Linked DNA regions of Pan troglodytes: region 2 is linked to region 1. Evidence: chromatin contacts called from public HiChIP or PLAC-seq data. All regions are on one chromosome and are shown on one strand. Each heading gives the region's core, a stretch centred on a gene start, on an enhancer-like site or on the middle of the called end of the contact. The rest is flanking DNA. Distances are from core to core; before and after follow the strand shown. Region 1 holds the start of C4H4orf19 (chromosome 4 C4orf19 homolog). Region 2 holds the start of RELL1 (RELT like 1).

What was found. HiChIP or PLAC-seq counts read pairs in DNA pulled down with a chosen protein or histone mark.
Region 2: an H3K4me3 HiChIP or PLAC-seq map of stem cell-derived excitatory neurons shows a contact between it and region 1, with 3 times the contacts expected there. The contact joins the promoter of RELL1 here to the promoter of C4H4orf19 in region 1. A contact is called at or near these places in 1 of 7 Hi-C or Micro-C datasets (stem cell-derived neural progenitor cells) and 1 of 1 datasets of contacts at active chromatin or transcription factors (stem cell-derived excitatory neurons).

The regions. Positions count from the first base shown.
Region 1 is chr3:37,775,286-37,780,323 of NHGRI_mPanTro3-v2.0_pri, reverse strand. C4H4orf19 (chromosome 4 C4orf19 homolog) reads right to left here and starts at 2,144. Exons shown (of 4, transcript XM_001135649.6): 1 at 2,028-2,144. It overlaps LOC129143839 (a long non-coding RNA gene), which reads left to right. Exons shown (of 3, transcript XR_008547759.1): 2 at 475-585; 3 at 971-1,316.
Region 2 is chr3:38,005,292-38,010,393 of NHGRI_mPanTro3-v2.0_pri, reverse strand. RELL1 (RELT like 1) reads left to right here and starts at 1,611. Exons shown (of 7, transcript XM_016951441.3): 1 at 1,611-1,841. The coding sequence starts at 1,622.

The sequences.
Region 1 (5,038 bases), core at 895-3,394:
GCCTAATGACCAAGAAAGAAAAGCAGGACATAGGTACTAGTTACTATTTAACCAAGACTGTAAAAGATCCCAAGATTCAGGGTTATCAGAAAAATTGTGTAACTAGGGGAATGTGAAACACAGTCTAGGGAGAGGAAACCTAGCTACTGGGAGGCTGGTATTCAATTATTTGGAAACTGGTGTCTATTCCAAGAAGCACAGTGAATGGGCTTCCGGGCACCAAGAGCGGGCTGTTCTAGGAGGAAAGGGGCCGGCCCTACCTGTGCTCTGCCCTTGGGCTGCAAATGGATTCTGGCCGGAGCTTAGCCAGGTTGTATTTCCGGCTCAGAGAGGGTCTGGGTGGGACGTCAAGGGAATCATTCCATGTTTAGGATAATGGAACATGTTGAGTTGGTATGCAAGTTTTTGTCTTCAATCCCAGATATCCAAAAAGCTCTTTGAAACACAGGAAAGATTGGCCCTATTTCTCTTTAGGTATCATTATTTATCTCAATCTCCGGAGCCATTGAGGACCAAGATCATACTTGCTGAATAAATGCACGGAACAGGATCAGAGGATAGACACAGAATGGGCCAAGAAGAGAAGTAAGCCACACCTTCCCTTCCTGTCTCAGCATCTGTTCCATTTCTGCTCAGTGACCCAGGCAGCTTGCTGTTAGCTGACTCTTCACACTTTAGGGAAATACAAATAACTCCAGAACTTAACTTTACCTTTGAGCTTCAAATTGTTTCAATTATGTACCTTGTTTCAATTATCTGCCTCCTGACAGTGTTTCACAGCTGGGACCAGTAAGGTGGTCTATGATCTTTAACATCTGTCTTATCCTTCCTAAAATAGTATCAACTGAAGGATTAAATGGGGAAGGGGGAGGGGTAGGCAGCAAATATAGACTCTATTATGTTTAAAAGCAGTAACCCCTTTCCATTTCTTTCTCATTCAACTCTCAAATGCTTCTCTTCTTTTCTCTAGATATTATTCCTCATAAGAGCTTGCTTGATTGCAACCACCAAGGACATCCGCAAACCAGGGCAAGAAGGACCATCAGTAATTCTTTCCCATAAATAGTGACAGGAAGAAAATAAACGCCCTATTCTTCAATGATTTGAACCACCTCTGGAGCACGAACTTCCTCTAAATTCACAGGGCAAATATCCATCATGGGGCAGGTATCTATGCTGCCATGGAAAGTAACATAAAATGTACTAAGTCATCACAGGGAGTTTTAATTTTGTTTTTAAGGTCAATTGCCATGCTGGGGTAAAAAGCAATGATCCTTGCCTTTTATCACCGGAAAAATTCTTCACCAGTACTTTGTGAAAATCTCGCCTCATCAGGGCTGCCAAGGTCAATGCAACCTAAGTAACCAAGCTGGGAGATGCTTGCCTAATTATTAAATATTTAGCAAACAGTTTGTGACTATTTAACTGTTTGCACCTGGCACCCTCTTTTCACTACGTGAGGCCTCCTGGCACCCTGACCTCTTCCCCCACCCCTACCCACTGCCCAGGCCGCCAGCACCCCTGGGGGGCAAATACCGGGACCCAAGGGCATTTCAAAGAAACAGCAGAGGTCACATTCCATTTCCTTTTTATTAAAAAACATACTTAAAATGGGGGAGGAGGGCACAGATCTAAGGTAAAATCTCTTGCAGTTTTTTCAAGTTCGCATGCACCGTTGAAAGTTCATTAGTTAGGGATTTAAAAGCAAAAATGTTTCACACAACCAATTAAACGCCAAGCTTTACAAACGCCTTGGTCTTTGGTTTTGAGAATCTGTAAAAGTCCGCCTCCCCCCACCCGAGTTTTGCCTCTTTTAGAGCCCCTTTGTTGAATTACGTGACTTTTCCCGAAGTCATCAAACTTTGAATTGCGTCTCTAATTTTCTTTTTTTTCAGGGCAAAAGCAAATCAAGAAATTAAACTTAAAAGTAGGCGACTCGCAGAGAAGTGGGGGAAAGCTCGCCCCAAAGCCAAGTTCCGCAGGACTAAAGCCCTCTTTGCGCGCGCGGGGCGGGGGATTGTCCCTACCTGGGGCCAGACGGCGGCGGCGGCGGCGGCGGGGTCCCGGCGCCCATGGCTTCGCCGGCCTCGGGCAGCCGCGCCGGGAAACGCTAGCGGCTCCGCGCTGCCCTGAGCCCGCCGAGCTCGCAGCGGCCGCCCCAGCGCTGTCATTGGGCCCGCGCGTCACGTGGCCCGGGCTGCGGGTGAGCCTTCCCGACACGCGTAACCCTTTACCTGCACGCCCCGAGGATGCGGCGGGGCTAGGGCTCGAAACCCTGGAGTACGATGTCCGACATCCCCGGGGCCGGGGTGGCAGTCCCGGGCGCACTGAAGCAGAAAATCCACGCGCTTGTTGGCCTCTGAGCACAAACGACCGCGCCAACCGCCTGCCATCACGGGAAACTCCGTGGTGCTTACTCCAATGTTGCGCTGGAGAGAAGGGAGCTTCCTATGATCAAGGGACTGGAGTACGGGGATACACAAAACAAATGCACCCGCTGGCAAATAGTTGTGTACTCCCAAACCCCGAGAACTTGGCATTTTTCAGTTTCCTCCTTATTTCTGGCATTCGCCGCCTAGACCTGCTGTGAGTTCCATGGCCAGCCCTGTATGAGCTACATGGACCTAGAAACAGCGGGGGCGCCACCACCACGATAAAAACCAGGGAAGTTGCACACACTCGCCTGCACCCTAAAGGCCCCAGTGGGAGTTCAATGAACTCCTGGTTCCCTGTCCCCTCCTCACCCACTCCCCCACCATCCCTTTCTTTTCCTGAGGTCTTAGGACATTGGCCACAAGACTGCATCCAATCTACTGAGTTCCACATTCGTAGCTGTTACAATCCATATACCTAAGGCGGGTGGAGAACTGACTCTGCTTAAGGACTGGACATTCTTTTCACCTGTGCTCCAAAGCGAATGCTGGGCTTGCCAAAAAAAAGTGTTAAGCAACTGCGCCACCTAGCTTACCCTCTTCTCTCTTCTCTCTTCTTTTCAACTCATCCAGCAAGAGAATAAAATAGGATATTGGAGAGGCATCTGGACAGAGTATTATCTAAGGATGGACATAGTGTCCTTGGGTTTTCAATGTATCTACTTTAATGATTCCAGCCCCATTCACATGATATTTGCCAGGCTTTTGAAAATTTGAAGACTCCATTTTTTGAATTCTTCTAATTTTGCAGTGCTGGGATTGCACGCTGTAAAGTGGTAGATTTTTGCAGGAAGTTATATGTGGTTTTACATCCTTTGTCACAATGAACGGCACTCATGTCCAACTTATAGTCGACACTTAATTGTCTACAGGATATTGATACATTTATCAAGTAGGTTATCTGTCCAAAAAGGAGTTGGTATTTGTATTGGGTTTCATTTTATTTATTTATTTATTATTATTTGAGACAGGGTCTGGCTGTTGCACACAGGCTGGAGTGTGATGCGATCTCAGCTTACTGCAACCTCCTCCTCTGGGGATCAAGGGATCCTCCCACCTCAGCCTCTGTAGTGCCTGGGACTACAGGCTCATGCTACCATGCTCGGCTAATTTTTGTATTATTATTATTATTATTATTATTTTTGTGGAGACTAGGGTGAGGGTGGGCTCTCCTTAACTTGCCCAGGCTGGTCTTGAACTCCTGAGGTTAAGCAATCCGCTCGCCTCGGCCTCCCAAAGTGTGGAATTGCAAGCTGAGCCACCGCGCACCCCAGCCTGCCTTAGATTTTAAAGTGCAGTTCCTAGACTAATAGCATCGGCATAATCTGAGAGAATGTAGTAAAAATGCAAATTCTTGGGACCCACCCCAGACATATTGATTCAGAAATAGTTGGGGAGGGAGGGTGAAGAAATCTGTGTTTTAGCAAGTGGTACCTACTCCAGTTTGCGAACCGTTGCTCTGAAATATGCACAAGTAGCTGGCGAAGTTCCCCTCATCTATTAAATAGTAAGGGCTGGCATTCTATAAAACTAGAGGTGCTGCTTTTATTTGTATCCCTAGATTACCAGTTTTATGTAATCTGTCATGTTGATACACTGAAACTGAACCCTCCATGTGTCCATACAACGTGTAATCTGTACTTCTCGCAGATCTCTTGGAATGCCAAATTGAGATCTGAGGGGCCCTTGTAAAACATATGGAAGAAAAACCTATGGTTTCTTGATGCACACCACGGTGAAAACACCATGATTCACTTCATTTTTTAGGTGTGCCCATGTTTTCACTGACATGTAAATTGTTCCCAGCCAATGAGTCATGAAAGATAGGAAAGCTAATTTTTTTGAGTGGATTTATCAACATGGTTCCAAATTTGTGAAAGAGTTGTAAAAAACAAACAACATTAAAAACATTATGGTATCCGTTTATGTTATAGCCCAAAAAACTCCCCACACCATATTAGGCATTGCAGTAAGGGCTCCTTGCAATCCATTGCAATCTCCTTACTGAGAAAGAAAGAACTGAGTGGGTTTTTATTTGAGTTTTCTCCATGGGATAGATAGACTATTTCTAATGGGCTAGATGGATGTCTTACTTTTAAACTCTCTAGGTCCAAGTTTGTTTTGTGATTTTCCCCCGCTTTCATCCCCTGTTCACTTTACATTTGTAATTCTATCTACTCAATTCCAATTGGAACTGGAATTATTTGAGTTTTCCCTCCCCTTCATCAAACACCTCTATCCATTAAGCCCTGAAATACATCTTGAATTGCCCCTACTCTAAGCAGGTTCTAAGATCAGGTTCTAACACTTTCTAACTGAGATCATGGCCATGGTCTTTACTGGTCTCCCAGCTTCTGATCTCTTCCATCTGAAAGCCATCTGACAAAGTAACTGCCCTTCCCCAAAACTTTTTTTCCCAGCTCCCTGTTGAAACCAGCGCAATTTTCCAACAAGCCAAATGCCCATAGCACTGAAGCTTGAGAAACTTACACCTGCTGCCTGTTGACCAATTCCTCTTCCTTAACCCTCCCTAATTCCTGTTTTCCTATAGGAGGTTACAGTGAGATGCTAGACACCTGCTGCCTATTGAGCAACTCCTCTTCCTT
Region 2 (5,102 bases), core at 362-2,861, 230 kb before region 1:
AATCCACATGGATCGCTTTCCTCTGCACCCATTCTCAGTGTTTATGTTGATATAAAACTAGCAAAGGCTGCCTGCTAAGACTGCCAGACTGTAGGATGCGCTGCCAACTGAGCGCAGGACGCGCAGTGCCCTCCTTGGGCTTCAAAGGGCAGGGGCTCCATCCTTCAGCCTCAGCCATCTGTACTGTAGTGGCCTGAGCTTCTGTCACTGGCAATTCCCACATCAACGCAATGTTTGTAATAATAGTCCAGCAGACTGCGTGGAGGACTCGGTGAGAGAATAAATAGTCCTCTGAAAACTAGAGGTTATCAGTCACCTCAAGGATGATACCCATCCTGTGAAAACCCACGGCTCCCATGCACCCCCTCTTCTTGCTGGTGTTGAGTATTTGCTCAAGTCCTGCCCTAATTTCCTTCAAGCAAATGCTTGATGGCCCAGTAACAACAGTCTCTACAGGGCAGTAAAAAGGAACTATTCAGAGAGAGCCTCTGAGTCCTATTAATGCTTGTGAAGATGATTCAACTTCAGAAAACACTTCTGACCTCTTAGCGTGTGCTGTCTGTCCTCCATCCAGGCGCTGAGGGCACAGCAGCGAGCAAACACAATGACAATGAGATAATTACAATTTATCATGGTGGCCCAGACATCGTGGGTTTACTCCCTGGCCTCTAATAGTCACCTCGCAGAGCTGATGTGAGGATGTGAGGAGATAATAAGCGCCTGGGCATTGAAAGACCTACTTTGCGGGAGTATGCGCAAGGTGCAATACAAGCACACGATTTAAAAAAAAGGCAAGTTGTTCCTGAAAATGCATAGAGGTATTTTCCCCAATAGGAGCAGCTTAAATGCAAACAAACAGAGGAAGAAATTTAAGTTATTTATCTTTTCTGCTAATTTCCAAACAACAGAACGTGACATCCAGCACAGCGTCACTCCCTAGACCTGCAACCGAGGGGAATGCTAGTGGTTAGACATGCCAACAGCGAAAAAAGCCTGTGCTCACTCCAGTGCTGGCCGCTTCTGACTGTCCAGTGCTTCTCGGGGCGCGCTCCCTCTTTCTCTTCCCACGCCCGCCTAGTCCCAGCGACCGAGGGAGGTTGCACCCGGGCGACCCTCCCCCAGCCCCGGGCTCCCGCGTAATCCCAGCCCGGCTTGGAAAGGAAGCGGGCGTGGCAAGTAGAGGCAGGGCCGGGCCACGGTGGGCAGGGCACAAGGGCGGGGCTATAGCCTAACTGCGCCGCCAAGGCTGCTGCTGGGTTTGGAAAGGAAGCGGGAGCGGTAGGGAGAGGACGGGTCGGGCAGAGCTGTGGGAGGGGAAAAGGGCGGGGCCATGGATGGGCCACGTGCCTTCTTAGGTGGAGTCCGGGGCTCGGCAGGGAGAGGCGGGGCCAAGCTGAGGTGGGTGGAGAAAGAGGGCGTGTCCATGGCCTAGCTACGCCGCTGAGGCTGCTGCCGGGTTTGGAAAGGAAGCGGGAATGGCAGGGAGAGGCGGGATCAGGCTGAGGTGGGCGGGGAGTCGGCGGCGGAGCCATGAGTGGGCCTCGTCCCGGCTTAGATGGAGCCCGGGGCGCGCGGGGAGAGGCGGGACCTAGCCGAGGTGGGTGTGGCGTGGGGCGGGGCAATGGCGGGGCGGGGTTCGCCGCTCCCTGGGGCCCAGCCCAGCCACTCGATCAGCCCGCCGGCTCCGGAGCGGCTCTGCCTTCCCGAGCGCGGGACGCGGCGCCCTGGGGGAGGAGGGCAAAGCGACGCGGCGATGGCTCCGCGGGCACTCCCGGGGTCCGCCGTCCTAGCCGCTGCTGTCTTCGTGGGAGGCGCCGTGAGTTCGCCGCTGGTGGCTCCGGGTGAGTGTCCGGTCGGAGCCGGGGCGCCGGGTGCTGAGCCCGGTCCCGGGAGCGCGGAAGGAAGCGAGGGGTCGGGACGGCAGCCCCGCGGCGTCCCGAGGAGCCTGCTTTCTGGCACAGCCGCGGGATCCCGGCGCTGAACAACTGGCTGTCCCGCGGCGGTCCGGGCAGGGCGCGGTGCGTGGCAACGGCTCCCGTCCCTCCCCTCCCGCGGGCCCCGCTCCTGCCTTCCCTCCCTGGGGCCTCCCCCGAGGATCTGTGTTCCCCAGCCCTGGGCTGTGCGGGGCGTAGGGACCAGGCCTTCTTCGGGGGCGCTTCCTCCACGGCCGCTCGCCTCGGAACCCCGCGGACCCCTTTCCCGCCGCCCTTGTCCTCAAAGGCGCCGCGAGCGCAAGATCGTGACACAGAGCACCGGGTGCGCTGTCGGCGCCTCCTTCTCCCTTTTAAATACCTTAAAATATCCTAAAACCTGGAGGACTTTGAATCTCTTTCCACGTTTCCATTTATTTGGGTGGTTGATGGATTCTTGTAACAGGTCAAGGAGTCCACATTTCTTCCCATATATCCTGTATAAATCAGGCTCGGAAAAAGGGAAGGCGCGTTGGTAAACTTACATTTTTTTCTTCTTTTTGTTGATTCCTGTCGTCACGAAAGGAACCTTGTGTGGTCAGGGCAGGAAGCCACCAACAGAGATGCTAAAGTGTCACCAACGATGAAGCAGTTTTTAATTGAAATCAATCTTAAGAGGAGGTGTAAGTTTTATGGAAGTCCTATGTCACATCCTTGCTTTTATAATTACAGACACTAGGGATTCCTTACCACCGCTTCCCCTCTTAATTGCCACCTAACAGCTGCAGTTAAAAAAAAAAGCATACTTACTTGGCCATTTGGGGTTACTACAGCTGGGAATCTGACGTCAGCAAGCTCTTCCAAGCTTGATTTCAGGGGTGGTTCCTCCTCAGGCCCAAATAATAAGCAACTGGAAGCCTTTCAACAGTGACTGTCTCCTCCATAAACATCCATAAACTCTTCCTCCTGAGAACATTTCAGTCGCTTACAACTTTTACACTGACTTAGCAGTTTGGCCTTCACTTTTTCATAGAAACCAGAGCAGGTTGGAAGGGAAGGAGATGGATAATATTGTCTCCTGAGTCTTTTTAGCAGGCCCGTATTTCCGTTAGCCATCCACCTGGGGAAATGGCAGCTAGTGACATGTTTTACTGGATGGGACAATTTTTTTTTTCTTTTCCTTATTTTGATACAGGGGCTCATTCTGTCACCCAGACTGGAGTGCAGTGGCACGACCTCGGCTCACTGCAACCTCCAGCTCTCTGGTTCAAGTGATTCTCCTGCCTCAGCCTTCTGAGCAGCTGGGATTACAGGCATGTGCCACCATGCCCGGCTAATTTTTGTATTTTTAGTAGAGATGGGGTTTTGCCATATTGGCCAGGCTGGTCTCGAACTCCCGACCTCAAGTGATCCTCCTGCCTCGGCCTCCCAAAGTGCTGGTATTACAGGCATGAGCCACCATGCCCTGCTGGTTCATTTTGATTTTCATCCTGCGTTTGATTGCTGGGACACATAGGTGCATAATCAGGTTCCACTTGGATGTGAGGTTGGAGACATTCATTAGAGGGTTAGAGTCAGTTGCAACAGAATCTGGGGAAGAGTTTAATCTGGGAGTAAAATTATTAAAAATTCAGCACATGATGCATGTAATTAGCCATCATCAGCAGGAGAAATGCATCCCTAGAGTGGGTGTGTGTTTGGTTTGACCTCTGAGCAACACCCAGGTCTCAGGACTAGAATGTGACTGATGAAAGCTCTCATCTAATTGCATGACAGCCTTTGTTGTTGTTGTTGTTGTTGTTGTTTTTTGATGAAAAGAAAATTAATGCGGAAGAAGAAACAGGTGTCTAAAAAGGAAAGGATACAGAGCTCAAATTTGCCAGTATCTTGAGGCGTGTGTAAAAAGAAGATGCTCTGACCAGCCAACATCTGATCCCCTTGCAACCAAAGATGGTGTTAATGTTTGTACCTTGAGCATAGGGAAGTAGAGGGAAAGGAATGGGAAATACTGTTGAGTGCCTGCTGTGTGCCAGGCTTTGGGTTGAGTACTTTATATGCATTTTTATTTTTATTTATTTTTTTCTTTTTGAGACGGAGTCTTGCTCTGTCGCCCAGGCTGGAGTGCAGTGGCGCGATCTCACTGCAAGCTCCGCCTCCCGGGTTCACGCCATTCTCCTGCCTCAGCCTCCAGAGTAGCTGGGACTACAGGCGCCCGCCACCATGCCTGGCTAATTTTTTATATTTTTAGTAGAGACGGGGTTTCACCGTGTTAGCCAGGATGGTCTCCATCTCCTGACCTCGTGATCCGCCCACCTTGGCCTCCCAAAGTGCTGGGATTACAGGCGTGAGCCACCGCGCCCGGCCGCATTTTTGTTTATTTATTTTTATTTTTATTGTTTTTTGAGACAGAGTCTTGCTCTGACTCCCAGGCTGAGGTGCAGTGGTGCGATCTCGGCTCACTACAACCTCCACCTCCCGGGCTCAAGCAATTCTCCTGCCTCAGCCTCCCTAGTAGCTGGGATTATAGGCGCCCGCCATCATGCCTGGCAAATATTTGTATTTTTTAGTAGAATCGGGGCTTCCCCATGTTGGCTATGCTGGTTTGTAACTCCTGACCTCAAGTGATCCGCCCTTCTCGACCTCCCAAAGTGCAGGGATTACAGGTGTGAGCCACCGCGCCCAGCCTTCATAGGCATTTTTAAACTCATTGCTCATAACCCTGTGAAATACTTACTTCCAGTAAGGCAACTGAGGCAAGAGAGGTTAAACAACTGGCTGAACATCACATAGGTACTGTGCCAGTCAGCATTCAGAGAAGCAGAACCACTAGGAGGTGTCTGTGTATGTGTGTACCTTTATATGTATCTTTATCTGGGATAACCCAGCCTGCTTGATTCCAAAGTTCATTCCCTTTCCACTGTACCCCACTGCTCTGCAGAGGAAAAATAGAGTATGAGTCAACCTCTGCAATCTCGCTGAGATTCTAAGATAGTTTAGAACGTCATAAAATTGTAAGCATGTGGTTATCAGAAGTTGTCAAGTAGAGAAAAGAAGGGCAGATAGCTTCACGGTGGGTAGTGACAATGCCTTTTTCACTTCCTTCCTAGTAGAAGAATCTCATTAAACTTGTCTCTTAGCAGCAGCATTCGAAACTATATACCACAAGCACCCAAAGGGATGATTTTCCACATC